3 separate regions of the Zea mays genome follow, and regions 1 and 2 are each linked to region 3. The links are chromatin contacts, called in public Hi-C maps. All regions are on one chromosome and are shown on one strand. Each heading gives the region's core, a stretch centred on a gene start, on an enhancer-like site or on the middle of the called end of the contact. The rest is flanking DNA. Distances are from core to core; before and after follow the strand shown.

What was found. Hi-C and Micro-C count contacts between places; a contact is called where the count stands out from the background.
Region 1: a contact with region 3 is called in a Hi-C map of ear, with 2.7 times the contacts expected there. The contact joins the promoter of LOC100284762 here to the enhancer-like site in region 3. A contact is called at or near these places in 3 of 25 Hi-C or Micro-C datasets (bundle sheath, ear and endosperm).
Region 2: a Hi-C map of ear shows a contact between it and region 3, with 2.6 times the contacts expected there. The contact joins the promoter of LOC103629437 here to the enhancer-like site in region 3. A contact is called at or near these places in 2 of 25 Hi-C or Micro-C datasets (bundle sheath and ear).

What each region holds. Positions count from the first base shown.
Region 1 is chr6:75,661,097-75,665,644 of Zm-B73-REFERENCE-NAM-5.0, reverse strand. LOC100284762 reads left to right here and starts at 2,175. Exons shown (of 6, transcript NM_001157657.3): 1 at 2,175-2,372; 2 at 2,637-2,773; 3 at 2,869-2,894; 4 at 3,639-3,728. The coding sequence starts at 2,649.
Region 2 is chr6:75,799,409-75,803,901 of Zm-B73-REFERENCE-NAM-5.0, reverse strand. It overlaps LOC103629437 (GPI transamidase component PIG-T), which reads left to right and starts at 2,519. Exons shown (of 5, transcript XM_008650557.3): 1 at 2,519-3,060; 2 at 3,786-4,493. The coding sequence starts at 2,818.
Region 3 is chr6:74,954,627-74,959,396 of Zm-B73-REFERENCE-NAM-5.0, reverse strand. LOC103629430 (a long non-coding RNA gene) reads left to right here. Exons shown (of 2, transcript XR_554382.4): 1 at 1-357; 2 at 521-969. Among protein-coding and RNA genes, the nearest start is that of LOC100273426, 10 kb to the right of the region's middle. Within about 2 kb of position 2,751, at least 16 of the 20 cell types and tissues checked have an H3K27ac peak or open chromatin away from gene starts, as enhancers often do. A contact at or near this core is called in ear and endosperm, where this site is marked.

The DNA of each region.
Region 1 (4,548 bases), core at 926-3,425, 710 kb before region 3:
CGCCCGCATTAATCGTGGGGGTTCCCGCGATACGCGGCGGCGGCGGCGCGTTCTGTTACGTGTTCAACCGGCCGCAAATCCTCGTGAGGTGAGGTCCGACAGAAGGTGGGGGTCACAGCCCAGCGAAGTCCGTTCTTATGCGCCGAGGATAGGAAGTCCGCGTGGGGATCACGCCATGGTTCACGGAGCTCGGAAATCCCGGGCGCCGAGCGGGTTGTTGAGGAAGGGGATAAGCCTGACGAGTGGGTCCCATAGGTCATTAGTACGGCGCACGCCAACAGACTGGCCACCGGGCCCCTGGTGAAGCACGTGCGATCGTGGAGAAATGGAGGAGTGCGGGAGAAGAAATGGGCCGGTTGCAGGGAACTGGGCCAAAAGTGAGGTAGCCGGCCCAGTAGGAGAGAAACTGTTTTCCTTTTTTTTTCTTTTGTTCATTTCCATTTCTCATTTTTTTTAATTTTCAAATTTGGTTTTGGATTTCAATTTCAATTAAATGCACAATCATAAGAACCAGCATGAGATGTCATTATATTTGTGTATAAATATATATATATATATTATTCATTCATTTATTATTTTACATAAGCAATTTCTTTTAAATATGTAGCACACATGTAATTATTTTAGGAAAAGTAGTTTATATTGTATGGTTTCTTATTAAAAATAAATGTTCTCACATTAATACTTATAAACTTCAATAAAGGGCTAATTTATATAAGAATCTTTTTTTTTATAAAACCTTATTTAAGGAGATGTGACTTCAATGTTATGGGAATTCTAAGGAAAAAAATAATAATTCTATTTCAAGATCTTTGAAATTTTTTTTACTATATTCTCAAAATGAGATTTAGGGTGTTACAGTATGAGTCGTAGTTTTTGACCTACAACAATTTATTGATCAGGTACGCACCATAATTTTTGATCTAAAACCTGACCCAACTCGAGAAAACCCTGACCTGACGACCCAACACATCCAACAAGGAGGTACGAGCTAACCCGATCTGACCCGACACTAGACACATGTTGAACATGGGCCGTGTTAAACAACCCACGATCCAACCTTGACCCGAGCTAAATCTGACCTGACCCGGCGTTTGAATAGGTCTACCTTGGGGTGTGTTGACAGTCAATGCCTACCCAACTAGAAGGACTAAAAAATTAATGGAGTATGCAACTTATTTTTGAGGTTTAGCTATTGTTGGGGGCCTTCGTCTTCCGAAGGTCCTCAAAAACACGATTTAACAATGTTTCCCAAGTGTAATGAATGTATAGGTACCTTCGGACTCAGAACAAAGCTGTACATAATATGGAAAGCATGGTCTGGACGAAGGTTGAACCAGCTCCGAAGCTACACGTAAGGAAGCTTCGGCTCAGTAGCAGAAAAAGGAACCGACTTAAATAGGAAAAGGCTATCTAGTCCTCATCGATAAATTGTCCTTAAGTCAATAGTAAACATAAAGGGCATGAATGTAATTTTATACAGGCTGCGCCCTGTGCTTATAAATAGATGAACAGTACCCTAATACTGGAGACACTGACGAATACTCATCCGTGCGTCACGCTTGCACCTTCGCTTTCTATCAAGCCAAAGGTATAAATGTAATTCAATATCGTTCTTATTCATTCATGATTATATAATAAAAGAAATATCAACGATGTCATATGATTATTCATGTTATTTCTCATGTTTTATATGCTTCGTCTTTCATTAATATATACTGTGATGATGAAGGCACAACCTTCATAACCTTCGTCCAAAGATTATTATTCCCTAGGAAAATAATGCTTCGTAGGACGAAGGACATTAACCATTAACCTATTTTTGTGTTGCTTTGTTCTTAATTCATATCATTTGAGAACAAGTCCCAACAACTATGTTAAAAAATTTGAAATAGTTATAAGGGTCTACTTTGAAAACTTAAATCTCCTTCTGTTTTTGGAGGGAATTGGAGAAGAAATCAACTAATTTCTCCATCACCTATAATCACAGAGTAGAATTGAGTCTTCAAAATAGGTCTAAATAAATCTCCACTGTGATTGCTAGTACTCCTATCTAATAAAAATAGTATTAGATTTGTATATAAGTTGTTTGTGTTTAGAATAAGCTTCAATTTCAGTTGTACTCCATGACCGAAAAGTGAATTAAAAAAACTAAAACAAGAAAGAACAAATTCTCTAAAAAACACCTAGCGGAAAAAGAAAAGGAAAAAAGTCGCCCCTCCGTTGGGACCTAATTCACGCGTTTCAGGGCTCCTCCCATTTCGTCGGCTTCGTTTGTCGTCGTCGTAAGCTGCAGCTAGTGTGGACTGGAGATCCACCACTCCACCAGTCCGGTCCATCTGCTGGACCTCGATTGGTTTCTTCTTACCTAGGTAAAGCTCTGCAGGATCCTTTCTGCATATGATTGATTAGTCCGTATCGTCCTAGCTGGGATGGATGCCCCGATCCACCAATTCTGTTGCGGATTTGTTCGCTCTGTGGTTCCGGTGGTAGCAGATGTAGTTTTTTCCCTCAAATTTTGTTCGAGTTGTTAATCCTGCACCTGATTCTTGCACGTGCTGGGGCGGGGTGGCGGCGGATCGATGATAGATTCGTGCGATCCTTTTGGCTCATGTTGAGGTGTATATGTCGTGCAGGAACATCCGGGGATGTCGACTCCTGCGAGGAAGAGGCTGATGAGGGATTTCAAGCGGTTGATGCAGGACCCTCCGGCCGGCATAAGTGGCGCCCCGCAGGATAACAACATAATGCTGTGGAATGCTGTCATATTTGGGTATGATGCAGAATCCCCCCGCCCCCTTTTCCCCACTTCTTAGTTTGAATTGTAATATTTGACATCGTCTTTGGATATGCTTATTTCTTTTACAGACCTGATGATACCCCGTGGGATGGAGGTTAGTGAAGCTAATTTCTGCTGCAGTTTTTTGCTTACTCTTTGACCAGACCAAACTCATCGTGTGCTTATCCAAACAATAAGTTGCATCTGCATGACTGCATATGCTGCTGCTAGTTTTGCCTGCACAACACACGACTTACGTGACCATGTGATACAGAATATAACAATTGACTATTAGGCATTAGTTGACTTGCAGGTGGCAAGCTGAAGTTTTCAGTCATCTGTGTTTGTTGACCTTACTGTCAAATGCACGGCTGATGTAGAGTACAAATTCCAAGTTAAGATGGATAGAGGAAACTGACCCCAAATTCAATGGAACTTTATAATGTAGCATGCTAACACTAGTGTCAATCTTGGTAAGAGATGACATCAAATTAATTTCTAAAGCAAATAGTAATAATTATTAACGACAAAGCTATTGTTAAACCTAGTGACAATTCTTTTTCTTCTCATAAAAAACATCACAATGACCATTGCTACACGAAAACATGCAAGCCCAAAGTGTCTTTGTTGCTTGTTTAGGGTCAGCCAATACTGTGGTATTTATTATACACACACACGTGCGCGCGCGCGCATAGAATGATTGATTCAGACAGAATAACAAGTTAAGAAATTAGCTGGATGAGCCCCATTATTCACACAACAGCTCTTAGATTCTGTGTCACTAGCTTGTCTTTCTGAGCTTACTACATGGTTTGCTTCTGTCCTTTGACTGATATGCTAACTCCTGTTTTATTCTCAGGTACGTTTAAGCTGACTCTCCAGTTTAATGAAGAATATCCAAACAAACCACCAACTGTGCGATTTGTTTCTAGGATGTTCCATCCTAACAGTAAGTTGTTTCTCATCCATATTTACAAGATTGCATAAGAAATAAGTTGATCTGATTTTGTCTTCGCTGTGATGTACTTTTTAAGATTCCAAAGCATGTTTGTTCTTCTCCCTAGGGTTTAGCTGTTCAAAGTGCTCAGTCATCATAGACCATTTTGTTGGCAAATTTTCTGTGTCTGCAGTTATCTTCTTGACGTATCATATATGTGCTGTGATTATTGAATGCCTATATTTTTACACGAATGAGTTTTCCAAATGCATGTGCTGCCATTGATTTTGAACCAATGGATCTGGCTTTTTTTTTCTCCTCTGGCTTATTTTTATACAACCAAGCTTGTCGATGTTCCAGAGGCCATTCTGGTTTATCTGTTGGAACGGAATGTCTCGTTACCAGACAATACCACTGTACCATTCCAGAGTATAATGAATGAATAGAAAATATATCATTATTATATTTATAATAAATGTCTTTTTGGCACAATATTTGGATATGTTTATTGTATATACAAATGCATGTGTATTTCTTATGCCGCATAAATTTCTACTTATTATAGTCAGGTTTGCACACACATGGCAGATACCTATATATTACTAAACCTACTGCTCTTCCAACAAAAACAATGGTGTAGCTATTGCTGCTTCCCTATTCAGTTGCTTGCATGGACATTGCCTTACCTTTTCTTCACTCTGAATAGCAAGAAAGAAGCATTCTTCTCTCTATCCTTTTTCTTATCCTTGCTGCCATGGTTGGATGGCCCACGGGCCCTGTCCCATGCGACCGGTGCTCCGTTGAGGAGCTGAGGTTTCATCGGCACTCCACG
Region 2 (4,493 bases), core at 1,270-3,769, 840 kb before region 3:
TGGTGTTTAAATTATAGGAACACAGATGTATACTAAAGGAAAAAAGTATTATTTCATACTGGTGTTTAAAAAGGTTGTTGAAAATGGAGGATCATACATTCTCTCCTGTGGAAAATCATTTTAGCATTTGTGTTGAGGGACAATTCCAAAAAGAACAAATTCAATGAGATATCCTTTCTCAAAGACTCAAAGGATTTGTAATAACCATAGGTATGTCAACAATATAGATGGACCTGCTATCCATAGTCTTTCAAAATTATGATATGGTAATGCAAGTAACAACTGGCATGCTAGTTAACATGATACAATTATTCGCTCCATCAGCTATGTTTCAGTCAAGGCAAATTACAGGTGCCATGTACCCAATCCATAACAACAATTAAAACTGCCCCATGAACCATACTGAATTCTAGTTGTTGAGATCAACAATGGTTCCCAATATGTTGCCCTTTTTCAATGTACTGCATAAATGGATAGCTACTGGTGTTTCTATATTTCATTTCACAAAGAGATCAACATTCATCATGCAAATTTAAATTTAAGTGTTTTGTGTGGTTTCTCTATTCCAGGACCTAGAGAACATGCCAGGAGGTTCTTGGTGGTAACTGGCCGGTTCCTGCTAGGAATGTTGGTCGTACCTTCAAGCATTATTGGCCACTGCAACAGTAGTTGAGAAAGCAATTCATCAACAAATTCCAGAAAATTATGTTTGAGATGCACAAAGAATTCATTTCATAAAATTACAATTATTTGCTTCAAACTATCAAAGAACTACAACTTTTAGGATCAGTTTCATGGTACACTACTTGTGCCCTCAGTTCCACAAACCTTCATTGGACCCACCTTTCAATCACACAAATAGTGTGCCCATGCAGATTGTTGTAAGGTTTGAAATAGATGCCTCGGGTAGTTTTACGAAACTGATCCTAGAAGTTTTGTTTTGTGAAATGAACAAAAAACATAATTAATGCCTGATTTTCTTTAGAAGGGCAAAGCAATCATCTTTGCTTTACATACCATCAAGACAACATCCCATGTATAAAGGGTAGATGACAATAGCATCATGAGCTACAACGAAGCTTTTTTGACATGTATCAAGAAGAACAAAGGAGATCATTCCATCCAACATATCCACAAATTCTTCCCCACATTCTTCATACTGTGTAAAGAAGCTATTAAAGCAATTAAAAGGTCTCAATGCTAAGATTAAATAACTTTATAAGAGAGGATGATGCTTTGATGGAGATAATTAAATCATTGGGAAAAGTTATGCCACTATTAAAAGGGTATACATATGTAACTTACAAGATGGGCTACACTTCACAATCACTACCGGTTTAGAATTCATGAGTTTTAAACTTAGCTTTCAATTCGTCATGGTTATAGATCTCTTCATTCACCTGAAAATGACAACCGAAAGATAAAAATGGTGAAAATATGTCAATGAAAATGGCAGACACATGTTAATGCAAAATGAGAACCAAAAAGTGAAAACTTAGCTATATGCGCACCTCACGAACAATTGCAAGCCTTAAAACTGTGCGGAGATAAGAATGACATGCAGTTATTTAGTTAACAGGATCTAATCCTTAAGGTTGCCGCAGAAAGTAAGTTGCAGCAGAATCCCTCCTATTACACAAAGCTATGGCTAGGAGCCATAGTAACGCTATGGGTTCAACCTTACAGAAAAGGAAGAAATAGAGCGAATACTACTGAACTTGAACTACATATAGACCACTTCAACTTCAAGAAAGCACCCAAATTGAGCATATCTACCCTGCTCCAGCTGGAGCAGCACATCTACTGCAAGAATCAAACAGGCAAAATGGGTTAAGAGTGTAGATCAGGACCTAGATTCTAGGTTCCTAGTGATGTTCTGGAAGAGCTGCAACGACAACACCCATCGTCATGAACAGCGGGTACACCTGCGCAGCACCAACCAAACCAACATCACACAGATCAGAGAGAGAGAGGAAGTATGTGTGTGTAATCGTAGAGTCTGAGGAACTCGCCTCCGGTCGGACCCAGTCGTTGGCCCTTAGATTGAGACACGACCGCGACGACGAAGGATGGAAAGACTGGAGAGGCAACGTCGGAGGAGGGGGAGCCGCCACCGCCTGGCGCATCGTTGTTGGCCCCTGATCCACCGCCATCGAGGTCAGGGTCCTGGGTCGCGATGGCGAGCGACTACGGTGGCGCTCGGGAAGCCGGAGGGATGGCATGGGGGAGAGAAGTCTGAGGGGAGACCGGAAGAGTAATGTGGACCTGTGGTATGGCCGTGGCTGAAAATTTGGCGTCCGTCAAAAGTGAGGTTTCACGTCCATGACCCACGGAGCACGCGTGCGTGGCCATCGATAGCACACGTCGTGCGATGGATGGCGTGGAGGCCGCCGAATGCGGACAGGCCTCCAAAAGGGGTCAAGTTTTAATAACTCTGATATAATTGTAGAGAATTTAGTTTTGTGGATGTTAAAATAGAGAAGGCTACTTAAATGAGTACTATAATAGCAATAAAGGTCCGCTAGCTTACTCTTTATGTGGGTCCTGTAGGTCAGTGAAGCAACATCTCTTTCCTTCTTCCCGCAACGACTGCTCGCGCCGTCTCCGGCTCTCCGCTCACCGTGACCGCGTCGCCCCGTACGCCTCCGCCCCGAGGCCCCTCGTCCGGCCACCTCCGCTCGCGTACGCCGTTGTACACTGGGAGGCCCTCGCCCGGCCATCTCCGCTCGCGTACGCTGCCGCCCACGGGGCCACCCTGCCCCGGCCATCTCCGCCCGCCCCGGCCTCGGAGGCGCCGCCCTGCGCTCTCTGGCGCTAATGGCGCCGCCGCGTCCACCCACAGGACCGATCCTCTTCCTGCCCCTCGTCTTCCTCTTCCTCTTTACCACCGCCGCGGCGTCTGCGGCGGCGCCTGAGGATGAAAAGTTCACTGAGGAGCTGCTCCTGCGGCCGCTCCCGGACCGCAAGGCACTGGCACACTTCCACTTCCGCTCCTCTGCGCCCCCCGCTGCCTCCGTTGGTCGGCACCACCACCTCTTCCCCAAGGCCATCTCCCAGCTGGTGCGTGGATCTCTGATGTGGCTGATTTAGGGTTTAAGCTCCAACTGTATACGGCTTTAATTCGCCGTTCATACTGGTACATTAGCCTGGACTAGCATGTAACTAGTTAGTTGTGTTTGTAGATCAATAACACGTTTGATCTGTCTGTGGGTACTCCACTGGGACAGTGAGACAAGCAACTGCACTGCTGCAAAGATTTTATTTTTGGCATATGTACATAGGTGTGTTAAGATGGGAGATCTTTGCTTTGCATTTGTTTCATTTTCCCACCGAGTGATGTCTATCAAGTTGTCCCAAGTGCTGATTTGTTTTTACCCAAAATTGAATCTAGGTGCTGTGGAACCGCTGTGAAATTTAGGTTTTGCAATCTGAACAAAGGCTCAAGCCCATTTTAACTAGAAATGGTCACAGTGGTTGTTGGGTTTGTAAGACAACAAGTCAATGACCCTGAGCATTGGGGGTTCTCTGAAATGGGCACAGTAGTTTGTGGGTTTGTGCCTATTAGGCATTAGCCCCAAATGTTGGTGGCTTTGAGAAATTTACTCTGTATTCTTTTGTTGCCTATTAGGTTTACATATAATAAACTGTCCCTTGTTTATACCTTTAAGTCACAACAACCTGGGCACTGAAGAAAGGGGCCCTCCATTTCTTATATGCTGCCACATTTTATGAATGACTGAGAAGTGAGAACCTCTATTAACATTATTCTGCTTTGTCAATATCAGGTTAAGAAATATCATATTAGCGAGTTGGAGCTATCTTTCACCCAGGGAAGATGGAACTATGAGCAGTGGGGTGGATTTGATCCTATGTCAACTAATAATGCAAAGCCTCCTGGTGTTGAGCTGTGGGCAGTTTTTGATCTTCCTTTGTCTGAGATCGATGCAACATGGAAGAACCTGACACATACACTCTCTGGCCTGTTTTGTGCATCCATCAACTTTTTGGAGTCCTCCACTGCATTTTCTGCTCCTCGCTGGGGCTTCAAACTGAACGAAGGCAATTTGCGATATGGTGCATTGCCTCGTGAAGCAGTATGCACTGAGAATCTGACACCTTGGTTGAAACTTCTTCCATGTCGTGACAAAGCTGGGATAGCTTCTTTGCTGTACAGGCCTTCAATTTACAAAGGATATTACCATTCACAAAAACTGAAACTGAGATCCTCCCAGTCACTTGGTATTATTCTTGATCAAACTCTGACTGTTGTGCTGCAACCAAATAATGTACATGGCGAACAGCTACATTCCAATCATGGTCAACTTCAGCCCAACTGGTCCATGAGACATCTTTTCAACAGAAAGTTGTCAGGGAAATGCCTTGTTTCTAAATCCAGCAGAGTATTCATTGAGGTTGATAAAGGCATTGCTGACGAAGTTAACATATCTGGAAGTGTTCATTCTTGGAGTAATGAATTCTTTGTATTGTCCAAT
Region 3 (4,770 bases), core at 1,502-4,001:
TGCTATTCAGTTTTGAATAGGGGATTTTAGCCCCTCAAATATCAAATCTCTCTTGTTTGGGAGCAAGGATACCAGAGGGGGTTTGAGGGACTAAAATTCCTTTGCTATTCAAAGCAAGAGTATTTTAGCCACTCCAATCCACTCCAATCCACTCCGGTATTCTTGCTCAAGTATTTAAGAGGCATGGCGCTTGGGCAAGGATTGTGTTCTGTCTTACTTTTTGTTAGGATTCTCTTTCCTTCATGCTATCCTGCCTTTTCCAATGATTTCAAGTTTTCAACATGACAACATGGGACCAGGATTAATAGGAGCAACCTGTCAACACGGATTTGCTGTCAGCAAAGATTCCTGACCCAGGTAGATTAGATGCGAAGATTCCTTGTTTTTTTGGTCGGTTCTAAAGAATGCCCAAGCTTATTTGGATAAATTGCTCATTTAGTCATTCGGTTCTAAAGAATCTTTTCTTTTCCCATAAACTCATATTTAGCTTTTTGCATGCTTCCGACAATACTTTGGGCAGGCATTGTTTTGTATAAAAAAACTTGCCGGGGAGGAATAGACCGTCCTCCCGGTTTGGCTGGCACTCAAGGCGCACACACCCCCTTCACGGGCTGAAGAAGAGAAGGTCCCGAACGAGAAAATCCTGACCCCCATCACTCACGGGTCTACCGGCCCAAGGCAGCAGGGACATGCCCAAGGCAGCAGCGACATGCCAGTGTCTGCTAGTTCTGAAACTAGTTTTTATTGTGCCAGATATCAGTTGCGAGTTTAGTCTATATAGATCCTCAAATGAAGTAATTACACAGGTATTAGGTCGTGGCAACCCATTGTCATCCAATCAGGCTGTATATGTTCGATGCGGTATCCGGTTGCAGACCGTAAGAATTATATTTTCTATTTGTCTTTTGATTTGGTTTTCCTCTAAACTTGTGGGCCCTATTGGGATGGCAATGGGTGAGTTTGGTGTAAGGATGGTAGCATGTGGAGTTTGGGTCGGTTAGAGTAAAAACCTATATGCGGTCTTACCTACCTAAACTGGCATGTGATCACACCCGGGTGTAATTACAAACTTGCACTCGACCTTGCTACTCGTAGGTTTTACTTAATGTATTCTTTTAAATAATAATTGAACATAAGCAATTAAATACCAACAGTAATTGAGTTATGTCTATAGATTTAATCCTTATCATGTTGAGTAACAACAAAACGTTTCATGAATCATTAGCCAAAGTACTTATTTAAAATAATTAGTATTATATCTTAATCATTTTTACGTAATCTTAATTATTTTTACGTAAGATAAAGAATGAATTAAATTTTAAGTCGGCTGTGTGTCACCTGTGGGTTGAAATAGAAAACCAGGTTGAAATAGAAAACCAGACGCACACCCACAAGACTTCATATTGGGTGTGGGTTACACTCTATGTCAACCCATAGCCACACTCGTCGGGTTTCGGGTCGGGTTTCGGATTTGCAGATTAAATTGCCATTCCTAGTGTCTGATGCGGGTGGAGCAAACATCGAGCCAAGTTGATAGACACATTAAGCCATACCCACACCATTAAAATGTCTAATGGGTGGATTTTTACGCTCCCACCTACACCTGATGGCTAAATGTAAATAATTAAATAAAAGCTCCACAGATAGTAAGAAAAACACATAATTATTTAGAAACACACCTCATATAATTATTTATTAGAAGCACATAGTACATAACGTAATACCAATTCATATTCTAAAGAAGTGAATACGAGTAGATAACCTAGGGTTTTATTGGAACGGACCAAAATTTGTGTGAACAATGACTCAAAATTAGTATTTTAGAGCCCATTTGACACTCATGGGTGAAAAGTCACGTCCAACCTTGACCCATCATTTTATGTCAGGTTGATTTTAGACCTAATCTGAAACCCAGACCCATATCTAATGGTGTAAAACCCATAGACAGCCACGCTCGTGTGCACGACTGCCATCCTTAATTGGGGCGTATCACTTGTTCTTCACAAGTTTGTATCACCACACTTAGCTAGAGATATATATTTATTTTGAAATGAATATAATTTTGACTCAATAAAATGTTTAAAAAAAGTCTTGGTAAAAATCCTGAGTTTCTTATGGACACATTAGAGCTGGTTTGGTGGAAAGAGAAATGAAGAGGATCCATATAGAAGGATCTGCTAAAATTGAATAGCAAGGGATCCTTGCTATGTCCTGTTCATTAAATCAACCCTTAAAAACATGACGCTGGTAACATTCGAGCGGAGATAAGATCCACACCTGCTGGGCCTCATCGCGGAGCACGCCTCACCGCTCTAAGGGCATGTACAGTGGAGAGACACCAAAACGGTTCTCCAAACACAGGAGACAACTAAGAGACTATATTGTACAATGGAGTGTCTATAAACGTAGTCTATTAATAAATACAGAATTAAATGTATTTGTATAGCATCAGATCGATAGAACAGACGACAAATTCGTACAGTGGAAAGTGAGGCGTCTGTTGTTACTTGGTTTACGAGCCAGAGGCGTCTCTTCACGGAGAGACGGCTCTAAGATTTTTTTGCAAATAACCCCCTAAAACACCTTAAGAGCCCCCACATTAAACACCACTGTACATGCCCTAACGTCACGGGCGCTGGCAGCGGACGCTGCAGTTCGTCACCTCGTCCCCCCCCCCCCCCCCCTCCTCCTCGTAACCTACCCGCATAAAACCTCGCCGTCTCGGACCAAATCGCCACTCACTCGTTAGTTTAAGTGTGAGGCCGCCGCGTGTGGCCGTGTGGGCTTCGGTGGCGGCGCATGCGTGGCGAGCGCTCTAAACCTGCTGCTTGTTCCCGCTCGCGGCGGCCGGTGACCACACCACTGAAACCAACAGCCCTTGGAACAAAAGCGGCGATGAGGAAGGGCGCCGCGCTTGGCGCCGGGCCGGTTCCCGACTGGCGCTCGTCGCCGGATCTGCGCCTCCCCGGGGCTACTCTGGTCCCCGCCCCGCTGCGCCGCGCCGGATTACGGACCTGTGGCGGGCGGCGTTGCTTCGGCGGTAGGGGCTGGGGTTGGGGACCGTGGCGGCGCGGTCCGCTGCGGGTTTTGGTCGGGGCCGTGGTCGGGCAACGCGGGATCTGAGCCGCCTTTTGATGGACCCTTTTCGATCGATTGTCTGGATTTGGTATGCTCTCTGATTCTTCCTTGCCTTGTCCTCGCCGCCGCCGCCGTCGTCACCGGTAGCGCGCCGCCGTCACCTGCACAGTGTTCCGCTAGGGTTCCTCCCTCGCAGCTGGTTGCCTGGTTCGTGCCGTGTGTGCCTGGGCGTTGCTCTGTTGGCTCTTGGTTGTGCAGCTTCTGCTCACGTGGTGGGAATCGGGAAAAAGGAAGCTGGTCTGGGCCGCTGGGCGAAATTTCAATCCAGCCAGCCAGGCTGATCGTTCCTAAACTAATTGGACGATTAGTCGCGCCGACTAATCGGATGATCTGATCGCGTCGTTACCCTTGATCGGGAGTTACGATCAGCCCATTAATCGCGGCTAATCGGACGTTCTGAAAACATTTACCAAGTGCAGAAAGATTGGGAGTTGAGACAGGCAGTGGGTTATCTTCTCCCGTTCGCTAGTTCTCTCGCTCTCCTGGCGAGACTTGGACCACTGCCACCATATGTCAGGTACCCAGGTCTTTGTGAGCAAGGCTAATGATTTGTCCTGTTGATGCTCTACCATGATCTAAGAATGCTCTTCTTCACTTGCCTTCCTGCTGTATTTGATTCTGGGACCTGGGTCAATGTTTGTGGGACTAATATGCCTGGTCAGTTGCATCCCATAAGCTCCTGCCCAAGTGCCATCGAGATCAAAGCCATAAAAATTTCCTTATGGGGGCAATGATCAATAACCATGGCTGACATATGCGCCTTTGAGCAATCAAGGCTGCTATGGGTATCAAACTGGAGCCCTTCCTCTTCTCTCCTGGGAACCTTTTCAGTTATGTTCTAATGATAGTGGTTCTGTCCTTGGATGGTCATGCCATTCTGTGTGTGATAACCAGGGCAGCTCCACTTATAACATCAGGACAAGTTGATCTGGTGCTCGGAGATGGTGGGGTTACCAGTTAAATGATTGAGCAAAGGCGAAGCTGAGCCCCCCTCAACACACACGCGCGCGCGCACACACACAACGAAAAGGGAAGAAGAAAGCACATTATGTTGTATCTTCACTTCTTCTGTTGAGTATGTTGTTGCTCCATGTTTTCTTTCCAAACCTACATATTTTATGACTCCATTACTTTTGTTGCATTTGTGGAACACACCAATCATTTACATTTGGATTCTGTTCATTAGTAGGTTGAGATGTTCCCTAGTTTCTGATGTTGATTCTGCTATAATTGTTTGCGATAGTATTGTTTTGCTTGATGGAAACTTTTTGATAATTTTGTTCATCCAGAATTTATTTCAGTAATTTCTTGAGTTATGTCTCAGTACTCCTGTTGTAGCTGGGTGACTTTGGACTTAGGAGAGCATTGTGTTTTAGCAATTACTTCCTGTAGGCCATCACAACTATTATAGGCTTGCAAGGTGCATCATTGATCCATTTTGGTAGTTCCTATGCATTCCTTTGTTTTCCAGATATTTTTTTGTTGCTTATCTGTTGATCTTCCTTTCTTGTTTGGAACTATTCATCAGCGGCTGTGATGTCAAATATTAAGATGAATGAGCAAAGGCGAAACTGATCCCTCCCCCCCTTACCCACCCACCCATACAAACACCCCAAAAGAAGCTGTGCAGGG